3 separate regions of the Mus musculus genome follow, and all the other regions are linked to region 3. A link is a contact called in public promoter capture Hi-C data. All regions are on one chromosome and are shown on one strand. Each heading gives the region's core, a stretch centred on a gene start, on an enhancer-like site or on the middle of the called end of the contact. The rest is flanking DNA. Distances are from core to core; before and after follow the strand shown. Region 1 holds the start of Prdx2 (peroxiredoxin 2). Region 2 holds the start of Tnpo2 (transportin 2 (importin 3, karyopherin beta 2b)). Region 3 holds the start of Rpl18a (ribosomal protein L18A).

What was found. Promoter capture Hi-C pulls out the DNA fragments that hold promoters and counts their contacts.
Region 1: a contact with region 3 is called in a promoter capture Hi-C map of cranial neural crest. The contact joins the promoter of Prdx2 here to the promoter of Rpl18a in region 3.
Region 2: a contact with region 3 is called in a promoter capture Hi-C map of cranial neural crest. The contact joins the promoter of Tnpo2 here to the promoter of Rpl18a in region 3. A contact is called at or near these places in 2 of 39 promoter capture datasets (cranial neural crest and maxillary cranial neural crest).

Annotation. Positions count from the first base shown.
Region 1 is chr8:84,967,845-84,971,599 of GRCm38.p6, reverse strand. Prdx2 (peroxiredoxin 2) reads right to left here and starts at 1,978. Exons shown (of 6, transcript NM_011563.6): 1 at 1,838-1,978; 2 at 1,256-1,360; 3 at 1,011-1,164; 4 at 191-313; 5 at 1-38. The coding sequence starts at 1,358. It also overlaps a transcript of Rnaseh2a not described here.
Region 2 is chr8:85,035,069-85,038,812 of GRCm38.p6, reverse strand. Tnpo2 (transportin 2 (importin 3, karyopherin beta 2b)) reads right to left here and starts at 1,920. Exons shown (of 25, transcript NM_001364032.1): 1 at 1,836-1,920; 2 at 324-478. The coding sequence starts at 422.
Region 3 is chr8:70,895,260-70,899,387 of GRCm38.p6, reverse strand. Rpl18a (ribosomal protein L18A) reads left to right here and starts at 1,945. Exons shown (of 5, transcript NM_029751.4): 1 at 1,945-2,029; 2 at 3,076-3,255; 3 at 3,343-3,472; 4 at 3,679-3,788; 5 at 3,881-4,128. The coding sequence starts at 2,012. The coding sequence ends at 3,973. Mir7067 (microRNA 7067) reads left to right here and starts at 3,818; the gene lies at 3,818-3,880. Snora68 (small nucleolar RNA, H/ACA box 68) reads left to right here and starts at 3,532; the gene lies at 3,532-3,629.

The sequences.
Region 1 (3,755 bases), core at 729-3,228, about 14 Mb before region 3:
GGCGAAGGACACCCTTGGCATCGATGATAAAGAGACCCCTGAAGACATGAGGGCCCACAGTGAGGATCTGGGAGACCACCTGCTGCCAGAACAGGAAGGGGACACTCCCACACACACCCCCACCAGACACAGTGGTCCCTTTAGCTTTGAGGAGGGGGCTCCTGGAGCTGGGCTGAGGTCCCTGCTGTACCTGTAAGCAATGCCCTCATCATTTTTCAACACGCCGTAATTCTGGGACAAGCTTTTAGTCACGTCAGCAAGCAGAGGGATATTCAGGGGGCCCAAGCCTCCCTCCTTCCGTGGGGTATTGATCCTGAAGGTGAGAGAGACATGGTTGGTGCCTTAGGATGCCCAGGATAGTAGAAGTCTCCCCCATGGGCCTCCAGAGTGATAAGGGCTGGAGTGGGAGTGCTGGAGACAGGAGATAAAGGACTTAAAGCAAGGCCGGGGTGCTCCACCCACCCCACCCAGTGGGATGGCAGTGCAGCTGGGAGGAGAATGGCTCCAGATAAAGCATCCTCTTCAAATGGCTTCACTTGTGCCCGTGGGCTCCAGCAACTTGCAGTAGAGACCCCGTATGAAAGTGATTAGCCAACAGCAGACATGGAGCTCAGAGGCAGGGCACTTGCCTTGCAAGAATGAGCCCTGGAATTATTGACTTCTAGTTCTGAAAGACTTGTGTGTGCGCGCACACAGGGGGATTCTTCCCATCACCATCTAGCTCTGGTATGGAGCACAACCCATCATTATTGAGAATAGCAAAATACAGCAAGGCAGCCTGTCTCCAGAGAACTGAGACTCCTTTGGCAGGTACCTTCCAACAAGGTGCCAAATGCTAATTACTATCATCTTCGTGTGGGCTTGGGTGTCATTGTTTCCATTCTTTATAAGATGAAAAACGGGAAGACACAGTTTGTCCCTATAATTTGGGCGGTCCTTCATCCTCTCTGCACCTCCCACTTCACCACCTACCTCAAGACCCCTGCAACCCTCCTCCTGCAGCCCCTTACCACGCCAGGTGGGTGAACTGAGAGTCCACAGACACTCCCAGCACCTCGCAGCCTAGCTTTCGGAAGTCCTCAGCATGGTCGCTAAAAGCGATGATCTCCGTGGGGCAAACAAAAGTGAAGTCCAGTGGGTAGAAAAAGAGGACCACGTACTTCCCTAGGGAAGAGGAGAACGGAAGGGAAGTCAGTGCTAACTTCTTTCACATGTAGACCCTGACCCCACCTGCTCCCACTCCGCTCAGCCTCACCTCTGTAGTCCGAAAGCTTGATTTCCTTGAAGGCACCATCCACCACCGCTGTGGCCGTGAAGTCAGGAGCCGACTTTCCGATTTGCGCGTTGCCGGAGGCCATGACTGAAATCAGAGACCCACACAAGCTTGGTCTTTAGAGCCTTAGAAGATCCTTTGTCTTGCCTTTCCAAGGTCACTTTTGGTGCTAAGTCTAGATAGTAAAACCGAGAGAGGTGGAAGGAGCGCTCATATTCACCCTCCCAGTATAAAGTCTGCAAGGCCTCTGAATACCCGCCCCCCTAAACAGGGAACGAATGATGGGTCACCGCTGCTACCCAAATTATGGAGTCAGACCGAGTGCGGGTGGAGGGGGAAGTGAGCTCCTAGTTCCAGAATAGGACGGCTAAGCTAAGAGCGATGGACTGCCGAGCTCGGTGATCCAGCCTGCAAGCCAGGGCTCGGGCCTTGGTTTCCCGGGCAAGGACAAAGCGGCCACCATTGAACATGGAAAACAAAGACCTCCAAGCATAGAGGTCGTGATGAGGCCTGCACCACACTAGTGGGGCTCCTCCCATTCGTGTGCATTCTGGGTTTTCATACCTGCGTGAGCAAGAGCCGGACACACGGACGTCCAGACACGGGTAGAGACAGGAAAGAGATCTCAAAACCGAGAGAGCCCTAGGCCGGAGAACCTTTTATGCGTGGCCCAAACCACACCAGGCAGTGCGCGGGGAGGTGGGCGGGACAGCGCCGCGGTCGGATCCATTGCGGCTGCCGGGGGGGTGAGGGGAAGGCGCCGCGTGGCCCGGTCCACACGCTTTCACAAGGGTTGGGTGGGGTGTGCCCTTTCGGACGCCAAGATTGTCTGTGCTGTGGGCTCCTCGCGAGCCTCGGCCACGGGGCGCGTTGGGGTCGGTTGGAATCCGGGCATGGCCCGGAGCCACTTGGCTCCGTTGCTGACTCCCCTAGTGCTCCTAGGTCTGGTGTCCCCTACTCAGATCGACCCAGACTACCAATACTTTGGCCCGCACGGTGAAGGTGATACCTGGGAGCTGCTGACGCTGCAGCGACAAAAGGGTAAACTAGCAGGTGGACGGGAGTTACGCTATGAAAAGGTGTCCTCCCCACCCCAACCCCCGAAGGCCTCACTTGGCCAAGGCCCTACAAACAGACCCTCTCTGGCTGACTTCAGATCCCTGCCCAGCTCAGTGCAGGCTGGGTCTCAAGGAACTGGGCACTTTTTCTCTGAGTGTGATTTCTCGTCTGTGAGTTATTGTTTTGTTTTATTTTGTTCCGTTTCACTTTATTGAAAATTTACAGCCATGCCCCAACCGTACTACCTTTTGTTCTCAACTTCTTGCCCCGCAGCTTCCTTGGTCATCTGATAATTATATTAAACACTGCCTGTCTAATAAACAACCTATTAACATAGTGCTAGAAGGGTGGAGGCAGAGAAAGAAACTGGCCAGTCAGCTTGAGGTGGTAAGAACCAACACAGCTGGAATGACTAGCACAGTTAAAGTCACAGGGACTGTGAGACAGTGAAAAGGGAACAGCAAAAGGCCTAAGGGAAGAATAGGGAAAGGGGATGCCATTTGGCAAAGATCTGCTGAGGAAGGGTGTGGGGCACCAGCCTTTGTGAGTTCATCTACATGAGGAAGTATCAGTGAAGAATTCTGATGAAGGGTTGGGATTGCATTTGGTACTCAGTTGGTGGAGCACTGGCCCAGCATGTCCGAAGTTTTGATCCTTCCCCAGCGCTGCATAATCCACTGTACCCGTACACACCTACAATCCTAGCATTTGGGAGGAGTAGGGACCTGAAATTCAAAGACATCTTTGGCTACCCAAGGACTTGGAGGCCAGCTTGGGGTACATGAGGCTCTGTTGTTTTGTTTTGTTTTTAAGGAAGGAAGGAAAGAAAGGAAAGGAAAGGAAAGGAAAGGAAAGGAAAGGAAAGGAAAGGAAAGGAAAGGAAAGGGTCTTGTAAAACTGTAGGTCAGTGGCTCTTTAGCACTACCTTAAAAAATATATATATATCGCTTCTCCTGAGCATAAAAATTACTTTGTTGCTACAAGTTAGCTCAGCACCAGGGGGTTTAAGTGCATTTATTATGTCAATTATATCATTTAACTTAACATCTGTCAGCCTTGTTAGTCAGGTGGCACTGGGCCTGCTGGGTAGGCCCATGATTAAGTCCCTGAAGACAAGAGTCAACTTTGGATGGATGTCGGGTATGAAGGACAGGGAGTGAATACTCCCAACTGAGCTGGCTGGCGGAGATTAGAGGTGTCAGTTTGCAACTGTAGGCAGCTTACTGCTGTCTTTCTGAAAGGGTGGTTTGCTCTTCCTAAGTCACTGCACAGAGGCAGCAAAGTCTTAAAAATACCAGTTGTTACTATTAGGTTCCTTATCTTTGTCCCTCCCTGGACAAATCCTTTGTATGGTGGTTCACTCCCCAATTGGGTTTTCATGTCCACCCTCCATCTCCAGTACTGGAAGACTCAGTCCTAGGCC
Region 2 (3,744 bases), core at 671-3,170, about 14 Mb before region 3:
GCATACCACTAAAATCTGCGATGGCTGGACTTCTTAACCCTGGGTCCTTGCTGAGGCATTTTCCCTGTTTAAGCCTCCAGGTTCCCGTCTGTTAAAGGAAAGTTACCAACACTCAACAGTTACAGGATTAAGTACTCAGTGAACATCAGACATGCCCATCATTTTCTCCACTCCAGAAATGGAACCAAAGACCTAAACCTTTAATTCATGTTCTCTCTCAGCAGAAAAAGTCTGGGAATCAAGAAGTAGTCCCTCCCTCTCTGGCCTTCACGAGGTGCAGACATCGGCACTGTTCCGTGAGCCCCGGAAGGAAAGAAGGATACATCCTGCACAATGCGCTGAGTAGCTGTGTTGGGCGACTGCGAGTCTTTGAGAAGCTGCAAGACCTGCTGCAGGCCCTGCTCGTCTGGCTGCCAGTCCATGGCGCAAGGCGAACTGCAGGGGTAGGAGCCTGGATCAGCGCTGGGTCGCTGGAGTTCTGTGTGAGACCCAAGTTGAGTCCCCGAGGCAGAGGCGGCTGCATGCAGACGCAAGCGCTCTCCGCCGAGAAGCGGAGGCCTCCAATCCGCGCCTGTCCAAGTGCGGGGTCCCCGCCAGCTAAGCCATCCTCGGCCACGCAGTCGCGGGCTCGGGAGTGCGAGTGGGGGGAATATAAAAGCGGGCCATCAGGACCAGCGGCGGGGGCGCGACGGATCCACATCGAGCCTAACGAGGAACCCTCTTTCCAAAGCGATCCACGCCACCGCCGCCCCCGGTTACGGGCCTCACGGCTTCCGCCTCCCTCCAGGGCGAGGGGCCCCGCCCCAGCGGTCTTTCAGGTGAAGGCTCAGTCCACGAGGATTCCCTTCCCCAAAATCCAGCCTTCCAGCTCCACTAGATGCCAGCCGCCTCCTAGATTTCTGAGCTCCTCTAGGTCCCTAAGCGCCCAGATCTTGCTCATCCCTGCTCCCTCTTCTAAACCGGCTCTACAAGCTCAGTAGACGCCACATGGCCCCCTTTCTGACCTAGACGCGGCCCTGTGACCCTCCTTAACCAGAATACAAGCAATACCCGATAGGTTTCCAATGTCTCTTTGAATGAGAGCCAGTCAGAATCACCCAACCCACGACCAAAGCCCCCAATGCCCGCTGCCTGCCCCCAATCAGATCTGGCCAAGCTTCTCTAGCTCTTACCCTCCGCCCCAGTCAGCAGGAATTAATGCTGACGGACCTCTGGCAGCTCCCCCAATCAAATTCCCCTAAGCCCCCTCCCACCCCCTCACCCCCGATCACTTCACGTCGGAGACCCCATCCGTCCAATCCCTGCAGCTTCCCTTACAGAGTCCCGCACAAACACCCGCCCGGTGCGCTACCCTCAACGGATCCCACCACCGCCTCGCAGCCAGACTCAGCAAAGCCCTCTGGTCTCAAGTCTGACGCCCCTCCCTATTAGGACTAAACAACCTTCCCCTCTCAACTTTCAAGGCTGTCTCCCCCGAATCAGACCCAACCAAGCCCCGCCGAAACAGATCCCCACACACACCCGATCCACGCGACGTCCCCCGACGATTCCCCCAATCAGCGCCCCTCCAGCCCGACCCCAGCCGCCCCACTGGCCCGCATCTCGTGGCACCCGAACCTGCCCGGGCGCCGAGGCCCCACCCCTTGAGATCAGATCAGCTCCCCCTCCCCCGCCCGGCCCGTTCTGCCGGCCTCGAGAGCTGGCCCAACCCGGTACCCCGCCTCTCAGCCGGGCGCGACCCCGACGCCTGGGCGGCGCGCGGCGCAGGCCCAGAACCCAGGGAGGTTCGAGGCGAGCTGAAGCCAAGGGGCCCCGGCCGAGCGAGGCCCACCTACCAGGCCCCGGGAGGCAGCGGCGGCGCCTAAGTGCTGCAGCTTCTCCAGAGGCTCGCGCGGAAGGAGGGAGCCAGAGGCAGGGAATTAAAAAAAAAAAAAAAAAAAAAAAATTAAACGCGGCCGAAATGAACAATTTCGGCTTCCGTACGCCGTTCAAACTGGCCTACCAAAGCCAATCGGAGAGCGAAGCACTCACACGTGATCTGGCACAGAGTGGCCCTGGCCAAGTTGAGTCACGTGAGAGAATAAGTACCGCCTCTAGGCCTCTCTTGCCATTAGGTCCTCCCAGCGTCTCGTTTCCTTTTCCTTACTGCAGCTTTCTTCTTTCTTCTTTAACGTATATTGGTATTTTTGTCTGAACCATGTGCGCGCAGTGCCGTGGGGATCAGAAGATTGCATTGGATGCCTGTGAAGCTGGTGGTGGTGAGCCATGTGGATGCTGAAATCAAACCTGGGTCCTCTACGAGAGCCCACAGTACTCTTAACTGGCCCCAGCCCCACTGAGTTGCAGATTTTGCTGGAGCTAGAAATTTAGTAGTGCATGGGTGTTTTCGGTGTGTAATGGACCTAGGAATCCTTCAACTACAGCTAACCGTGTCCTTACTACAACTCCCTAAAATTTAAACTGTTCCGCAGTCCGGCGTGCCTCAGAACTGGATTGGGAGGGAGGGAGGGCAGGGATAGGGAATAAGGCAACAGTAGACCCCTCTGGTGCCAGGAAAGCTACATCACAAAACCCTTTGATCAAAAATAAGTTAAAATGAAGCCGGGCAGTGGCGGCGCACCCCTTTAACCCCAGCACTCCCTGATCTATGGAACTGGTTCCAGGACAGCCAAGGCTACACAGAGAAACTGGGGGAGGGGGTTAAAATGTAACTTTCTCTTTCGCTCCCCTAAACAGCACTACACCGACGTAAAGAGCAGGGCAGGCAGCTGGCGGTGCTGGATTTTACTAGAGCAACTGTCCTGTTATTGTTCAATGCTGTTTAAACACTTTTTACATGGGACTGAAAAATAACACGTGGCCATTTTTTGTTCTGTTTTTCGTGACAGGGTTTCTCTGTGTAGCTCTGGCTGTCCTGGAACTCAATCTGTAGTCCAGGCTGTCCTCGAACTGAGAATCCGCCAGCCTCTGCCTCCCAAGTGCTGGGATTCAAGGCATGCGCCACCGGATTTATGTTTGTTTTGCCTGCATTTATGTCTGCATCACGTTTCTGACGAGACAGTCAGGTGTTGAATCTCCTGGAACTAGAGCTACAAGACAGTTGTGAGCTGCCATATACGATTGCTGGCACTCAAAACCAGGGTCCTGTAGCAAAGCAACAAGTGCACTTAATCGCTGAGTCATCTTATTCAGCCCCTGGCAATAACTTCTAAAATAAAACAAGGCAGCTAAATTCGATCAGAAGACCTAATCCCTTAACCTACCTTAAAAGTGAGATGAGGATTGCCCAGAGCAATTTAGGCAAGAGCCAGGTCATGAATGCTTCTGCCGTTTGAATTCAGTAGTTTTTCCTTTTCAGCCGTACACCATTATAGAATTGGAGACCCTGGTGCTTTCTTCTACCCCCTTCCCGTCTCCATCCCCTCCTAGTCCTACCGCCGATAAGGGATTCACTCTTCAGCCGCACCTCTATCTCAGTGGATATAGCATAATTTGCTCCGTTAGAGATGATCCATCCAAATTATGCTTACCTGACCTTAAGCTTATTGAGCAATAATGATTCAAATCATAAATTATTTGAAAATGTAGCTCTAAGCACAGCTCCCCAGTTGACTGCAGGTTCGTTTTCTTCTCGCCCTGCTTAAACCAATATTTACTAAAGTAACCATGATTCGAATCCCAAAGTACTACCGAGGCCTTTGATAGGTTTTGCTGTGGTTTCTTTGTTTTGACCTTCAGGTGAGG
Region 3 (4,128 bases), core at 696-3,195:
CACTCCTGCAGAAGCACCTGCTATGCCCAATCCAGAGGCAGCTCCCCCCACCCCTGCTTGTCCCTGGGGGGATAAATAAATGTCCTTTGTACTGAGGATCAGATGTCTGGGTCTGTTCCTCCTCAGAGTGTAAGGCCTGTTGCAGACAAGGGAAACCCAGGGTACTAGGTAGTTTAGGGTCTGAAGGCATTTTAGGGTCTGAGGACTGGTTACAATATCCTGCCTAGTTCTGCAAGGCACAGGACTGAAGTTACTAAGGCAGGGACATCTCTGCCTAGGGACTGAGGGATAAAAGCAGGTGGCCTGAGATCCCAGATTAACAGGTGTACTGCAGAAGAACAAAGGCACAGGGGACAAGCCAGTCAGTGGACCTCAAAGTCCAGAATACTCACTAGCCTGTGGTGACAGGGCTGTTGTGACAGAAACCTGAGGTCTTACCAACAGGTGGCCCTGCTGGGATTCTTCATAGCCCCTAGGAGAGGAGCCATTTGGAGAGGAGGTCTGTTAAGGCTAGAGCCTGTCGCCACTCAGGAGAGGCCAAGGGGGGCATCTGCAAAGCAGGAAGTGAAACTGAACCGCCAGCACCTGTCCTGTTCACCCAGCTGAGGGTCTTGTAAACTCTGAATTTACATCAAAGCCCAGACCAAGGTTAAGGCTGGGCCTGTGGATACCAACTTTTTCCTCACACAGCTGTTTCTCCATTCCTTTCCCTGTGCCCTCTCAGGGCACAGCTTGCACCCCAGCATCTGTCCTGCATCTTACAGAATGTATCTACCCCACTTCAGCAGCCTCCAGAACACAGGTTGGAGCAATGTGTTCCAGCAGAGGTGGACTGTGTCCTAGCCTGCCCATTGCACACCGACATGTTATTAAGCTGTTTATTTTGGGGTGGGAAGGCTGTAAGATGAGATCTTTCTGTGTAGCCAAGGCCATCTTTCCTGAGCCTCCTGGCTCACTCTCCCATTTGTAAGACCTCAGGCATGCAACACCACGCCCAATTTCTAAATCTTACAACTATCTTATGGGACGGGGAGTGTTAATGCGGCTGGGGAAACTGAGGGATCACACTTGAATGCGCCTGAGCACAATGGAAATGGGGGACCTAGAAGCACACATCCCAGCATTGCATTGCGTTGCGGCTGAGCCAAAAAACGCGCTCGCCACCTAGTGGCCATTAGCGGAAACACACGGCGGATATTGTCGCCTTCAGGTACAGGACCTGGCCAGGAAAATGACAAAGTTAAGACAGAGTGACACAGCTCTGATACAATTCTATAAAGAAAATAGTTACGTGGGCTGGCAGGTGGCACACTCCAGCATCCCAAGAACTAGGAAGAGGCAGGAGAATTACAGTGAGTTACAGGCTAGTTTGGGCTACATTATCTCAATAAACAGTAAAAAACAAACAAACAAACCAAACTAATGACAGAGAAAAAGATAGATGGGGCTGGAGAGAGAACAGCAGTAGCTAAGAGCACATACAGGGATCGATTCCCAGCATTCACCTCACAACTTTTAACTCCAGCACTGAGGAACTGACGCCCTCTGCGGGCCTCCGAGGCACCAGACACGAAGGTGGTGCAAGCAAATAAAAAAGATGGATGATGGGTCATAGATGGGTAGATACACAGAAGGATGATGTAGAAAGTGGGAAGAAAAAGATGAAAAAAGAGAGAGACAGAGAGAACTAAAAATCCGGAATCTAACTAGGAACCACGATTACGCGTAGACTCCCAGGATCCCTCGCGCACGACGATGGGGCGTCCCGGGAGAAACTTGCAAAGGCCCGTCGCGCTGCTCTCTGGGAACTGTAGTCTCCGTGAAGAGAGGCGGGACTTATACGTAGCTGATCGGTACCCAATAAAAAAGCCAAGAACTTAGACCGCTACTAGCTGTACCCAATGGAAGCACCGCATCAGGAGGGCGGGACTTCCGTCAGAGACCATGGTGAGAGCCTGCGCGAAAGACAACACTTCCTTTTGTGACTGGCGGTGAACGAGTGCGCAGTGCCATGAAGGCCTCGGGCACGGTAAGGAGGCCGCGGCGGGGCAAAAGGTGCGGCGTTGGCGGCAGGGCCGCTCGGGTTGGCTGTGTCCTCCGGGGTGGTGGTGCGTTCGTCGCGAGGGTCCCTCAGCGGTTACGGGCAGCTCTCCTCGCCCACAGCCTCCTTGCGGCCAACATGGCGGCCGCCGCGTGCTGGGCGGCCGAGGACGGAGCGGGTTAGATCGGGGTGCACCGGAAGGCCCTCCGCCTTTTCGTGTATATCAGCGTTACACTCCTTTTCGTTGCCAAATCTAGCCCCGTGGTTCTTTTAGTCTTTTTTTCCTTCGAGACAGGGTTTTCTCTGTAGCCCTGGCTGTCCTGGAACTCACTCTGTAGACCAAGCTGGCCTCGAACTCAGAAATCCGCCTGCCTCTGCCTCCTGAGTGCTGGGATTAAAGGCGTGTGACACCACGCCCGGCTGGCTTGTTTTAGTCTCTTATGAGGTTTAAAGCTAACCTGGTCTATTTAGACTGGAGTGGACACGCGGCCCGCCTTAGGTTTAGAGAGCATTTGGTAAGCTTGCGGCCTGTCCCCAGCGCTGGCTACACCGAGCCTGCTGCCACTTATCTCGGCACTTGAAATCGAAGCAGAGCGTCGCTAGAATCATCCTTAGCTAGTTCTAAAGGCTGGCTGACGGTAGCCTAGGGTGCCGGATCTCATACTGGCCCCGGTGTGTTGGACACAATCCTTCGGACTCTTGGTGAAAAGCTAGTCTGGAATCGTCAATTAGTCCCAATCCAGAGACAGTTTCTCTGTAGAACAAATGGCCTTTTTCCTGCTCTGGGATTAAAGACGTGAGCCACCTTTGCCATCTTGGCCTGGAGTTTCAGGGAGAGCAGAGCAGCCTGCCACATGTAGACCCTGAGGCAGCTTCGTAGCGGAGCACAAGCCTTCTGACTTGCCTCACACTGGGCTCGAGTGTATGAGCCCACTTTGGACACCCCTGCCTGTGGGAGGACTGAATCTCAGGCCGGCTCTGCCTCCACACCCCTCCCCCACATAGACAACTTTCTCTCCTGACATGTCTTTCAGCTTCGGGAGTACAAGGTGGTGGGGCGCTGCTTGCCAACCCCAAAATGCCACACACCACCACTGTACCGTATGCGAATCTTTGCACCCAACCATGTGGTGGCCAAGTCCCGCTTCTGGTACTTTGTGTCACAGCTGAAGAAGATGAAGAAGTCATCCGGGGAAATTGTGTACTGCGGACAGGTGAGGTCTGGGGCCCCACAGGATGCCGGTCGCTGGGTACCATCAGAGCCAGGGCAGCACTCCTCATGTCCTCCCTACTCCCCACAGGTGTTTGAGAAGTCACCCCTGCGTGTGAAGAACTTTGGCATCTGGCTGCGCTATGACTCCCGCAGTGGCACACACAACATGTATCGGGAGTACAGGGACCTGACCACTGCTGGTGCAGTCACACAGTGCTGTGAGTCTCCAACCCTCTGCCAATTTCTGGCACCCAACCCAAGAACTGTCGCTGCCTGTAGCGGCTGTTTAAATAGTGGTGCACACAGCAAAGGGGCTTCGTCGCCTTTGGGGGGCTGTGCAGTGCCCCCCAGAGTGAATCAGTAGGCTCTACAGAATGTGGGGGCATTCTGGGTGGCTGGGGCTGATTTTCTTTTCTTTCCACAGACCGAGACATGGGTGCCCGACACCGTGCCCGTGCCCACTCCATCCAGATCATGAAGGTGGAAGAGATTGCAGCTGGCAAGTGCCGCCGGCCAGCTGTCAAGCAGTTCCACGTGAGTGACCCCGAGTGTGGGGCTGACGCAGGGCTGCAGGGGGTGGTTGCACACGGACAGTCTCTGGACACTGATTGCTTCCCTCCCCACAGGACTCCAAGATCAAATTCCCACTGCCCCACCGTGTGTTGCGGCGCCAGCACAAGCCACGCTTCACCACCAAGAGGCCCAACACCTTCTTCTAGACACAGAGACCCACTGAATAAAAACTTGAGACTGTCCTTGCTTGTTTGCTTCTATGTCCCTGGAGAGGTCCCAGTTGGTCCCGTCCCTAACAACATGCTAGCCCTGCTCACCTGCCTGTCAGCCTTGCTCAGTGGCATCTTTCCATAGGTGTGTA